4 separate regions of the Mus musculus genome follow, and regions 1, 3 and 4 are each linked to region 2. A link is a contact called in public HiChIP or PLAC-seq and promoter capture Hi-C data. All regions are on one chromosome and are shown on one strand. Each heading gives the region's core, a stretch centred on a gene start, on an enhancer-like site or on the middle of the called end of the contact. The rest is flanking DNA. Distances are from core to core; before and after follow the strand shown. Region 1 overlaps Nipbl (NIPBL cohesin loading factor). Region 2 holds the start of Nadk2 (NAD kinase 2, mitochondrial). Region 3 holds the start of Nup155 (nucleoporin 155). Region 4 holds the start of Cplane1 (ciliogenesis and planar polarity effector 1).

The links. Promoter capture Hi-C pulls out the DNA fragments that hold promoters and counts their contacts. HiChIP or PLAC-seq counts read pairs in DNA pulled down with a chosen protein or histone mark.
Region 1: a promoter capture Hi-C map of liver shows a contact between it and region 2, with 4 times the contacts expected there. The contact joins the enhancer-like site here to the promoter of Nadk2 in region 2. A contact is called at or near these places in 5 of 39 promoter capture datasets (the 3T3-L1 cell line, 3T3-L1-derived adipocytes, hippocampal neurons and 1 more) and 4 of 115 datasets of contacts at active chromatin or transcription factors (embryonic forebrain, embryonic stem cells, extraembryonic endoderm stem cells and 1 more).
Region 3: an H3K27ac HiChIP or PLAC-seq map of extraembryonic endoderm stem cells shows a contact between it and region 2, with 4 times the contacts expected there. The contact joins the promoter of Nup155 here to the promoter of Nadk2 in region 2. A contact is called at or near these places in 4 of 39 promoter capture datasets (hippocampal neurons, liver and pre-B cells), 3 of 484 Hi-C or Micro-C datasets (CD4 T cells, CD8 T cells and muscle stem cells), 6 of 115 datasets of contacts at active chromatin or transcription factors (astrocytes, extraembryonic endoderm stem cells, fetal liver and 3 more) and 3 of 9 other capture datasets (adipose tissue, liver and pancreatic islet).
Region 4: an H3K27ac HiChIP or PLAC-seq map of extraembryonic endoderm stem cells shows a contact between it and region 2, with 4 times the contacts expected there. The contact joins the promoter of Cplane1 here to the promoter of Nadk2 in region 2. A contact is called at or near these places in 4 of 39 promoter capture datasets (the 3T3-L1 cell line, the C10 cell line, hippocampal neurons and 1 more), 5 of 115 datasets of contacts at active chromatin or transcription factors (astrocytes, cardiomyocytes, embryonic stem cells and 2 more) and 1 of 9 other capture datasets (liver).

What each region holds. Positions count from the first base shown.
Region 1 is chr15:8,411,891-8,414,852 of GRCm38.p6, forward strand. The region is part of intron 1 of Nipbl (NIPBL cohesin loading factor); the gene reads right to left. Among named protein-coding and RNA genes, the nearest start is that of Nipbl, 31 kb to the right of the region's middle. Within about 2 kb of position 1,676, at least 2 of the 459 cell types and tissues checked have an H3K27ac peak or open chromatin away from gene starts, as enhancers often do. A contact at or near this core is called in liver, where this site is marked.
Region 2 is chr15:9,069,743-9,072,589 of GRCm38.p6, forward strand. It overlaps Nadk2 (NAD kinase 2, mitochondrial), which reads left to right and starts at 1,518. Exons shown (of 13, transcript NM_001040395.4): 1 at 1,518-2,023. The coding sequence starts at 1,760.
Region 3 is chr15:8,107,865-8,110,837 of GRCm38.p6, forward strand. It overlaps Nup155 (nucleoporin 155), which reads left to right and starts at 1,449. Exons shown (of 35, transcript NM_133227.3): 1 at 1,449-1,738. The coding sequence starts at 1,582.
Region 4 is chr15:8,167,844-8,170,543 of GRCm38.p6, forward strand. It overlaps Cplane1 (ciliogenesis and planar polarity effector 1), which reads left to right and starts at 1,263. Exons shown (of 53, transcript NM_001162906.1): 1 at 1,263-1,646; 2 at 2,463-2,551.

The sequences.
Region 1 (2,962 bases), core at 426-2,925, 660 kb before region 2:
TTGGCAGTCTTTATAAACAGAGTCTTCATGAGTACACAGATAAAACTGCTCCCAGAAGCCATGTTATTAACAAAAATCCTAGTACCAGGGCTAGGATACCTCTGCATGAGCTATTATGGCCAAGGAGGTAACAGAAGCCCTCAAAACAATACAAGCCATTGCCAAACTAAATGGCAAGATTATTGCTAAAGACACCACATACCCTGGCTGCAGAACATAGAGACATCAAGCTGGACCTGAGCTAGTAGCTTCCTCCTTGTTGGCTAGCTTTTCGTGTAAGGCTGCTATGAGAGAAAAGCTATCAATGGACTTATCCAGGAATGGTCTGTGCATGCTAACAGTGACCTGCCAGTAAAGATGTGCCCATTAATCCAATAGTGGCAGAACTGTTGAAGGACACCAACTGCTTTCAGATTGGATTTGAAGCCTACTCCACAGGAGGGAATTCATGGCTGGGGAGATCAAGGTCCTAGGAGGTACCTACTACTGTTGTTTTGCTAAATGGACATGTAGACAGATTGTCTTCTAAATATTTTTGTTTATACCTTAGATTAGAGATGCTCTCAACCATGGTCAGAGAAGATTCTTTTTGTCATAAGCAGTGGTTAATTCAGAGACTATTAACTGGTCAGAGCTCTGAGAATAAATGACATGGAGTACTCAGCCCTAACTGGTACATTTATATCAACATCTCCCACCCACAACTCCACAAGTCTTCAAGGAACACTGAAGAAGGAACAGAGAGAAGTTAAGAACCAGAGAATGGGGAGCAATGCTGTGATACACTGCCTTCTATACACGACATGGCTATTGGTGCAGTTACTGCATGAGACCTACGTAAGAGAGAGCCATCCACATTTGAGAGCAACTTGCATGCATGAAACTGTTAAATAATAAAAGCTGTTTTTAAAAGAGAAAGGAGGTTTGGGCATGAGTGTGAAGAAAACAATCATACTTGCTCCCAATTCAATTTAAGCCAACTATACTAAACAATGTTCCTACACATAAGAAACCTTTATTAAATATACTCTATTAAAACAGAAACTGAAAAGATGGAAGGTATTAAGTGGATACAAACTTAGAATCTAATGAATATCTTTTTTTGATAACGTTCTTCAGGTGTTACGTCCTCTCTACATGTCTTCCAAATGGAACATTTTCTCACCCAGTGGTTCTCAAGCTGTAGGTCACAACCCCTTTGGGGGGGTCCAACAACTCCTTCTTGCTTAACAGATTTAACAATGAAACCCATAACAATAAAATTAATTATGAAGTAGCAACAAAAAATAATTTTAAGGAACTAACTGTATTAACAGGCCATACAGTATTAGGAAGTTGAAAACCACTGAACTAACCAGTTCCTAGCATATTTTCCAGATTCTGAAGTCTTCATAGAATGTTTCTAGATTTGTGAATATATTGATTTTTTTCTTGTTAGTTGAGCCAAGAATTTCACAAAGAGAAAACAGAAGGGGAAACTGGTATAGTGGTCAGTGTTAACTGTCAACTTGTCAAGCGTCTAGAGCTGCCTGGGAGACAGGCATCTGGACATGCCTAGCGGAGATTATCTCCAGTGCCTTGATTAAGGTCTGAGTCCCTTCCTACCTTGCAAGTCTTTGGTTGGGATTCTGGATTGGGTAACTGGAGAAAAAAAGCAATAACATTGCTCCCTGCTTCCTGATTGCACAATATGCCATCTTTTCCAAGCTCCTACCTCGTTAGCTTTCTTGCTGTGATAGACTATACCCTGGAACTGTGAGCTCAAATGAACTCCATTTCTTCTGGGTTGCTTTTGCCAGAGTATTTTTATCACAGCAACAGGAAAAGAAACAGCCAGAGAGATGGCTAAGTTGGCAAAGTATTTGCCATGAAAGCTTGAGTTCTGACTTTCGTCCATCAAAACGCACTTTTTAGAAAAAACAGGCACAGTATGTTTGCTTGTAATCCCAGCACGGGGACAGCAGAGGCAAGGAAGATCCCTGGGCTTGCTCACCAACTAACTAGTCCAGCCAAAGCTGGAAGTTCAAGGTTTAATGAGAGACTGTCTCAAAAGGTAAGGTGAAGAACTAAGAGGTGAACATGCTATCAACTTCGAACCTCTACACAAATGTGTGCAGATGTGAACAAACAACCAAACTCACACACACACACATACATAAATACAAACACACATGCAGGAAAATAACAAGTGAATAAAGTAAACCAATACTTAAAAGATATTTTTAAAAGACATTATAGAATTCTCTATCTCAAATACAGTTTACTACGTAGGCTTCTAGCATAAATGTATCTATTTTTAACTCTTGGCTTCAACTCCTTCTGAAAGTTTAATATTCTCTCTTCCTCAAGAACTAGTTCAGTGTTCTACCCTATATAATAATTACTGTAGTTAGAGACAGATTACTAGTGCCTAAGTGTAGTAATATCAGCTCCCATACCTCTTTTCCTTTACTTGCTTTCTCCATCACTCCAAGAAAAACAACAACAACAAACCAACACACAGAACAAGAGATGGGAAGTTGGCCATGTGGCTAAGTTTGCAGTGCCAACAGGAGAACCTAAGCTTGGTTCCTAGAACTTATATAAAGCTAGACACAGTAGTAGTAGTTCCAGCATTCCTACTATGAGGCGGGAAAAGGAAACTAGAATCCCTGAACATTTGTGGGACAGTTAGACTGACTTATGTAATATGTGTGTATGTGCATAAACAGACACAGTAATTCAGATACAGTTCAGTGGTAGAGCTTTGGCTTGCGCAGGAGTCCATGAGTTTGATGATCTGCACTGAAAAATTTAAAATTGTTTCCTTGTAGAGAGGAGAGGTACAACCTACTAAAGCAATTATTTTTTAATCGGCAGATGGTATTTAACTAATTCTCTATTACCTAAGTAGATGACATTTTTGTTGTTGGTTTTCTTTTAGATTCATGACCATTTTAGCCAATTATTTACCAACAATACT
Region 2 (2,847 bases), core at 268-2,767:
GAAATGTAAATGAAGAAAATAGCCAATAAAAAATAAAAACAAAACAACAAAAAAAACTTACTCCTAAGTTAAAAAAAAAAGAATAGTGAGAAATTGGTTATGATACCAAAAAAAAAAAAAAAAAAAAGAATTGTAAGTTTGCTACTGTGATGAAACATAATGAACATATCGGATATACATACATCGGATATATGACCCAGAGGTTGAGAACCGCTGAATATATCAGTAAGTGGGAGTTAGGGAACAGGTAAACAACTGGGGTGTAGAAGGCTCTTTCAATCTTTAAAGTTTTAAATGTCCTAGACATGGGAATCTTAAGGACTGAAGTGGAAAACCCAGCAGGGGTTTTCCTGAGAGAATTCAAGACACATCCGAGAGGATGGTGTAATGAAGCAATGTTTTGGAAGAGGCAGAAGAAAGGATCCAAAATAAGATTTGACTAGGATATCCCATTGAGATGTTTCCAGCTAGAAGTGGGAGTCAAAAGTGTAGTTTTCTGTGACGTGAAAGAGAAAACAGGTTCGATATCACAGAGGCATCTGAGTGTCACAAACATGAAATAGCATGCCCGGAATCCAGAGGCCACTTACTGGGAGTGCCAGGATCGCAAAGGAAAGGACGCCACAGCAAGGACCTCAGGGCAGTGGCCACCTACCCTGTCTTATGACTTTCCCTTCATTGTAGCTTTCCCTTTTATTCTTAATCAGCCTACATCTCTATGGTTGTGTAACTGTTCCCACAGACTCAGTAACTTCCCTTGCTCTAGCTTCAAGGACTACCTACCCAACATTCCAAAGTCAGATCAATAATCATCAAACACTGCTCTGAGCTTGCCTACAGGATAAAGTGCAAAACATTTTTAACCCTTCAGTCTGGTCCTACACAGCTTTCCAACCTTATCTCGCGGTCTAGACAGACACACAGGACTAGACAAGACTCCTTCCCTCATTATCCTCCTCCTTTCTCCCTGACAGCACTGCCTCTCTAGGCTGGTGGTCTTTTGGTGGTCACCGGAGCTCGGGCTAATGCTCTGTGATCCTTCTCGGTTAGCTCTAATTCCTCTCTAATAAAGGGCTCGGCATCTTTATTTGCCATCAGGCCCTGCAAAACGAAGCCGTTTGGAGCGAGGTCACCGCCCCCAGCTCTTACTCCAGCGACGGCCACATCAGCCATCCAGCAGACACTGGTTAAAATTTACCCTAGACGAGCATGACCAACTACCCAGAAAGCAAGCAAAAATGAAAGCAACTAGAGGAAGATGCGCAAGAAACTTGCTTTCCCGCCAGGCGCTCAAAACTCCGCCTGCACCCCCAACGCCGCCCAGACCAGTTCCAACTGGATTTCTTCGGGCAGCTCGAAAGCCAAATAGAATTTCGTCCCTTTCCCAGCCCCAGCCAATCCCCGCAGCCCCTCGGGCTCCCAAACCTTCCCGACCTCTGATTAGCTGACAGATCTGGCCCGGGGGCGGGCTTAGAGCGGCCTCCCTGAAAGGGTGAAGAGGGAGGTGGGGCCGGGCCGAGAGGCCACTGCGCAGGCGCCCAAGAAAACGGATAAACAAACAAATAAAACCCACTGCCCGGGGGCCAGCCCGGATCCCCGCCTCCCGGGGCCTCCCGGGGCCTCTCCGCCCTCGCGTGCGTCTGGGCACGTCCCCCCCCCCCCCGGCGCGTTCCACGCACGTCCCCGCACTTAACCTGTGCGCGGCCGGCGCGGTGCTGGCGGCAGGGAGCGCGAGCCTGCACCCGCGGCCCCGCGGATCATGACTTGCTACCGGGGCTTCCTGCTGGGCAGCTGCCGGCGCGTGGCGGGTGGCCGCGCGGCTCTGCGGGGTTCGGGCTCGGGCGCGGACGGCCGGCGGCACTTGGGGCACGGGCAGCCGCGCGAGCTGGCGGGCGGTGGTAGCCCCGCCGACGGCGGCTTCCGCCCCTCGCGGGTGGTGGTGGTGGCGAAAACCACCCGCTACGAGTTCGAGCAGCAGCGGTACCGCTACGCGGAGCTCTCGGAGGAGGACCTGAAGCAGCTGGTGGGTCCTGGCGGGGGACGGCCGGTACTCGGGGTGGGGGTGGGGGGCGACGGGCCACAGGACACCCCCAAAGCCCGACAACCTTCCTCCGATTGCCTGTGGGGCCCCTCGGGCATGGGACTGGGGCGCCCTGAGCCTGCCTTAGAGGGGGCTCCTGGGACCGGGACTTGGGAAGCCACGTGTGTCCTCGCCCCCGCCTCGGTAGCACGGACTCCCATCGCTGAGAAGATGAGGGTTGTTCGCCCTGTTTGTCCTGGGGACCTCTCCCCAGACCACCGGGAGAAAGGAAATTCTCCAGCACAGCCACTGGTGGCGGAGAGAGGGCCGAAGTGCCGCGGTCACACCCCCTTCTCGCCTGGGGACAGAGGCCTGGCCAGGGAAAGCCCTGCTGGATTGTGGTCGCCTGTCCCTTCAGGGTCTCTTACTGCTTGAAAAGCAAGCACCTGGGACAGCGAGGCAGGAAAGCTGACCCGAGATGGGTTTTTGTGTTGGAAGGTCAGAAAAGGAACAAGTATGCCGGCTAATGGGGAGAAGGCATGAACCCTGAAGTAACAGGGCCTCCGCCATACACCGTGTTTGGTGTATTTACTAATAGCGTTGCCAGGTATGCCATGCGTGTGTGTGTGTGGGAAGGATTAAACCCAGAGTTCGAGCTTCCCCATTTTTGAAAAAAAAAATTGATTTTGTGCTACCCAGTAACTTTTGGGAAATGGGCTGTTAGCAATTTATTTAGGAACCCCCCCCCCCACAGTTATGCCTGTAATTGTTGACTCCAGACACCCGAAGGCTTTAGACTGAATTGTATATAAGCATTACTAAGTTAT
Region 3 (2,973 bases), core at 199-2,698, 960 kb before region 2:
TTTGAAACAAAGACATGATTGCCATTCCTGGAACACTTGGTACAGAACCATTTGTAGTTAAGGCTGTGGGGAGCGGGGCATAGGCTAATCCCTGAGAAACAGAGGTTTGATTATAAACAGGCATGAACCTAGTTTGTTTTTTATTGTAAGCTGTCTTTTAAACGTAAGATGGAGGCAGGCTGATTCTTCGAAAGGTCTCAGTACATAGCCCAGTCTGGCTTCCAACTACAGGTGCCTGCCTCTATGCCTGGACCTTGAGAGGCATTTACTTTGTCTCTGTAAAAGTGTAGTAATTTGGTATTCCCAACAGCAGGCACGATTCCTGACACAGTACATACTCGGTTTCCTAGAATCAGACCATCTGTTGAATGCATCCATTATTTAATATCCTTGTGCTCTGAGATGAGAACAGATGGATCAGATGAGTGTTCTCCCAAGGCAACAAGGGAGAAAGGTATACAGCAAGAACAAACACTTTTTTCTTCTTTTTCTTGAGACAGACTCTCAAGTTTACTACAAACTTGCCACACAGCCGAGGATGAACTTATCCTCCTGCCTCCACTTCCTAAATCCGCTGGCAGGACCCATCACACAGTATCTCCCTTCCCGCCTCTGTTTGTTTTGAGTTAGGAACACATTCCGTAGCACGCTATCTGGAACTCACCAAATGACACAGTAATCCTTTTGCCGAAACCATAGGACGCGTATTAACAGGCATGAGACACCGTCCAACGCTGACCTCCAACCAAAAAATTTCGCAAAGCCACAAAGCCAATGACCCAGACACGCACATGGGAAAATTCAATAAATTCTTTCTTGGGGGCCGGGGGGGGGGGTGGTGGTTGAGACAGTGTTTCTCTGTGTAGCCCTGTCTGTCCTGGAACTCACTCTGTAGACCAGGCTGGCCTCGAACTCAGAAATCCGCCTGCCTCTGCCTCCCAAGTGCTGGGATTAAAGGCGTGCACCACCACCGCCCAGCAATCCAATGAATTCTTAATTCACCCCCATTATTTGAAACGCTGTGAGTTTCTGGCTCACAGGTAAACTTTCTGGAACTAGCGATCAATTTCTAACTACTGTTAGAAGTTATCAGGGAACCACGGTAATGGATGTGTGCCACTCTTCAGCCGTCGCCACATTCCAAACTGGGGGTGGGGCTCAAAGCAAAGAATCAGCACGCGCGATGTCACCACCGCACAGGCGACCGCAAGGGGACATCAACCCCACTCCAGCACCCGAAGTTCCTCTTCCCTCTCCCCCCCGCCCCGCCCCCAGTCCCCTCCCCTCTCCCGTATCCTCTTCCCTTCTCCTCCTCCCTTCCCTAGGCCATCTCCAAATTCAACTCTAGTCTCCTCCCTCACGCCTTCGCCAATGTCCGACACTCAACTGCTTCCTCTTCCCGTCCCAGAAGCGGCGTCTTCCAGTGCCGGGGAGGACGAACCGGAAGTGCGTCATGACCTGGCGCCCAGTTATTCGTTTTCCGCGCGCGTTCCGAGGAGCGGTTTTGGGCTCTCTTCGTTTTTCTCACGGTTCTCCACGGGTTTGGAGTGTTTCTATAAGGCGGTGGCCACGATTGCCGACATGCCATCGGTGCTGGGCTCTATGATGGTGGCCTCTACGTCGGCCGCCGCCTCCCTGCAGGAAGCTTTGGAAAACGCGGGGAGGCTTATCGATCGACAGTTGCAAGAAGACCGCATGTACCCGGACCTTTCTGAGCTGCTCATGGTGTCGGCCCCAAGTGAGTGATCGGTCCACTGGACGCTCTGTTTCCCCACCATAGGATTCTAGTCCGATTCCCCTGTCTTCTTCTCTGTACGTTGGTGCCCTCGTGAACATTCAGAGATTAGGGCTTGGTTTCTTGAAAACACGACAAACAGCAACCGACTTTTAGCTTTTATTGCTTATTTCTTCTTGTCTACACTTTATTTACTGTAGATACTCGAGGAGGTAAGAGCAAACTCATTAAGTCCAAATGAGAAGAATCCTCTGATCCAGATTCCATTTCTGTGCATTTTTTGCTTCGATAATGCTCGCTCAGAAAAGCAAGCGAGTTAATTTGGAAATCTGCCGCGTTCTCTCAGAGTCATGTCATACGTGTAGAGTTAGTATATTTGTGAGTGCCGGGACTAACTAGGAAAGAAATATAGGGGTCAGAAGGCTAACTGACAGGGAGAGCAGAACTAAGTTTATCTGCCAACAGAGGAGATAATTTGGAAGAATTTGCCTTAACTTTTAAAACTTGTTACCAGCTAAAGGTTTGTGGAGTTGCATTAGTTGCTACAAAATGTTTCTTGTGAAATGAAAGTTGGAGAAAAACAGAAATGTAACATGCAGGTGAGACTTGGTGAGAAAAAAAAATGGGTGGGAGTAACTTAAACAGAATAATCAATCAAAAGTAGCCCAAAGCACATGAGCAATGACTTGTAAAAATCTATTAAGAGATTTTTATTTTTTTAACCAGAAATACTGACAGCAGCCAGATAGTGGTTGTCCATTCCTTTAATCTCAGCATTTGGGAGGCTGAGGCAGGCGGATCTCTGTGGGTTCCAGGCTAGGCTGGTCTATAGAGGGTGCTCCACAGCTGCCAAAGCTACACAGAAAAACCTTTAATCCCAGCACTTGGGAGGCAGAGGGAGACGGATTTCTGAGTTCGAGGACAGCCAGGGCTATACAGAGAAACCCTGGGGGGGGGTGGGGTCGTTGAAAAACCCTGTCGTGGAAAACTGAAAAGAAAAATACCAGAAGCAAAGATAGTCTTTGTACTTGACAAGTATTAGCAAATGAGCTTGCCTTTTTTGGAGCAGGGTCCAAAATTTTATAAAAACTTGCTTGACCTATTAGCTGCTATTGTCTTCATATGTCCAACCCCCTCCCACCCCCGCTTTGCTTTCTGATCCTCTCAAATGTGTAATCTCTTTAATATACTTTCCTCCTCATACTAATCCCTTTCCCTTCTAGCATTTTCCCCCCTCT
Region 4 (2,700 bases), core at 13-2,512, 900 kb before region 2:
GTCTCTGGAGACAGCATCAGAAGGGAGGGGGCTGGAGCAGCAGCTCATTTCAGCGTCCATGCGGATGAACCTTGTCAGAGCTGCACATTCAGCAATACGTGAATCTTACAACCAACAGTTTAGTACTGTAAGATACCTGTGTGGATTGTGCAAAGTGCACAGATGAGTTAAGGTTGAACTTTTGCTCCTTGTTTGAGCAGGTAAAAGACGAGTATTCTTTTTATGAGTTAATTTGATCGATAACCAATTGTGATAAATCCTTCATGACATGTGAAGAATTCCATGACCAACACGATTTATTGTCTAATTTTAGCTGAAGTTTTGGCTAGAGACTTTTTTTTTTTTTTTTTGGTTTTTTGAGACAGGGTTTCTCTGTGTAGCCCTGGCTGTCCTGGAACTCACTCTGTAGACCAGGCTGGCCTCGAACTCAGAAATCCGCCTGCCTCTGCCTCCCAAGTGCTGGGATTAAAGGCGTGCCACCACTGCCCGGCAAGTTTTTGTTGTTGTTGTTGTTGGTTTTTGTTTGTTTGTTTGTTTATTTATCTATTATATGTGTGTGCACTGTTGTCTTCAGACACTCCAGAAGAGAGCATCAGATTTTTGTTATGGATGGTTGTGAGCTACCATGTGGTTGCAGGGATTTGAACTCAGGACCTTTGGAAGAGCAGTCGGTGCTCTTAACCGCTGAGCCATCTCACCAGCCCGTTGTTGTTGTTTTTTAACTTGTTATTTTATGAGTGTTTTGCCTACGTGTATGTATGTGCACCACCTTTGTAGCTGGTGCCCACAGAAGCCACAAAAGAGTGTCAGATGCCCTGGAACTGGAGTTACTCAGGGTTATGTCGTAGGTGCTGGGACTCTGAAATCGGGTCCTCCACAAAGGCAACAACTGCTCTTAACAGCGCAGATCTAAATGTTGGTTCTTAAGGCATTCTCATGCCAAGCTCCACGGAGAGCTCGGAAACTCAAAAGTCTTGCACGAGGGGAAGCCAGGGATGGATGGAGAGAGAAAGGACTACCGAGCTGAGGAGAGAGCAGGAGGGCAGGACAGACTCGGTGGAGGTAACCCACTCTGGCAGGCTTGCAGCGCTCTCCCAGAACCCCGGCGCAAAGCTGGCTACGCCGAGGAGGCGGGGCGGGCGGGGATCCGTCAGGTGCCCGCCCACGGAGCGGCATGGAGCATGCGCAGTGGGGCGGCCCCGCCCACGCGTCGCCTGGACACGGCTCTGGGGTGGCGGGCGCGGCCTCCTCCAGGGCTCAGCGGCTTCGCAGCCTCTGCGGTCCTCGGTGGGAGGTGGCGGCCTTGGGACCTTCCCCAGGGGCTCGGTCCCCGTGCCCCCCGCCTCCCAGGGTCTCCGGGCTAGCTGTGGGGACTTCCGTTTTCCTCGCGGCCGCCCGCCGTCCCGCCCAGGTCCTTCTTTGGGTCGCAGGCGTCCCCTCCCCGCCGTGGCCCCTCACACCTCCACAGGGGACCTCCGGGCAGGACTCTGCGGCCACAGCCACGAGGAAACCTCTGAGGAGACCCCAGCGGACGGCAGAGCAGTGAGGGATGGACGCGGGTTCCTAGCATCCTCCGTAGCACAAACCCCGCCCGGGACGTCAGCGATTTTCTTGAAATTGTATGCTCCGATTTGTTTGAAATAAAGGTACCTTTCCCCGGTTCCCGTAGACTGGGCAGATTACTCCTGTCATACATATATTTTTGCGCCATGGAGCGGATTTTTTTTAAAAATCAGTTCTTCCATCTGCAGTGTCTGTTGTGTAGTGCTTGGTCTATCCAGTAGCATCAGTGTTTTGAGAGGCTTTGCAGTATGCGTCAGAAAATGGTGTTTGCTGCATCCCAGGAGAGAGGTGATTGTTAGAATTCTAAGTGACGGGAGGTTGTACGTGATTCTGTAGCGCACCGTACTGAAATCTTGAAGTGGGTTTGCTGTCTTTCTATCTTTTATGCTTTACTTGAAAAAAAAAATATGTCTATCTTTTCCCAAACAAATCCTTTGCATAAATCTTTAAGTGTCTTTCACATCTAGAAGGACTCATTAGACAAAAAACATAATACAATTAATCCCTCAAAACCAAAACTAACAAGTTGCTGTCACCAGTAGAATCTAACGATGATTAACTCAGTCGTGCTGGGTTTTCTCCTGTTGCCTTTTATCAATTTTGCATTTAAAGTTGCATAATGTAATTAAATATGTATTTTAGATTAACCAGTTCCTTATGTTTTGCTGTACCTTATTTTTCTCTTTACATGTGCATATGTATAGTATTTAGGAATTATTAAACTACCTAGAAATAGCTTTTGATTTGAAGATGATTGCGTATATTAAATAGTCTTATATTCACTTGTCATACTCAGAATAATGCATATTTCTGGTAATGCTATTTTACATGAGTAGTCATCAAATTTAGGAAACTTGGCATTGAATAATATAGCATTTTTGTTTTGTTTTTTGATGCAGAATAAAATGCTTCATTTGGCCGCCTTGTGTGGTTAAATCATCCTTCATTTGGAACACCTGAGCTTCTGATTCTTCGCTGACACTGGTTGGTTAGTTTCATGTCCATTTATCACAAACCAGAATCATTTGGGAAGAACCTGAGTTGAAAAAAATGTCCCCCCCCCACCTCACGTGCCAAAACAGTGGTATGGCAGCTCTTTTCATTTTGAGGCAGGGTCGGGCTGGCCATAAATTCAGG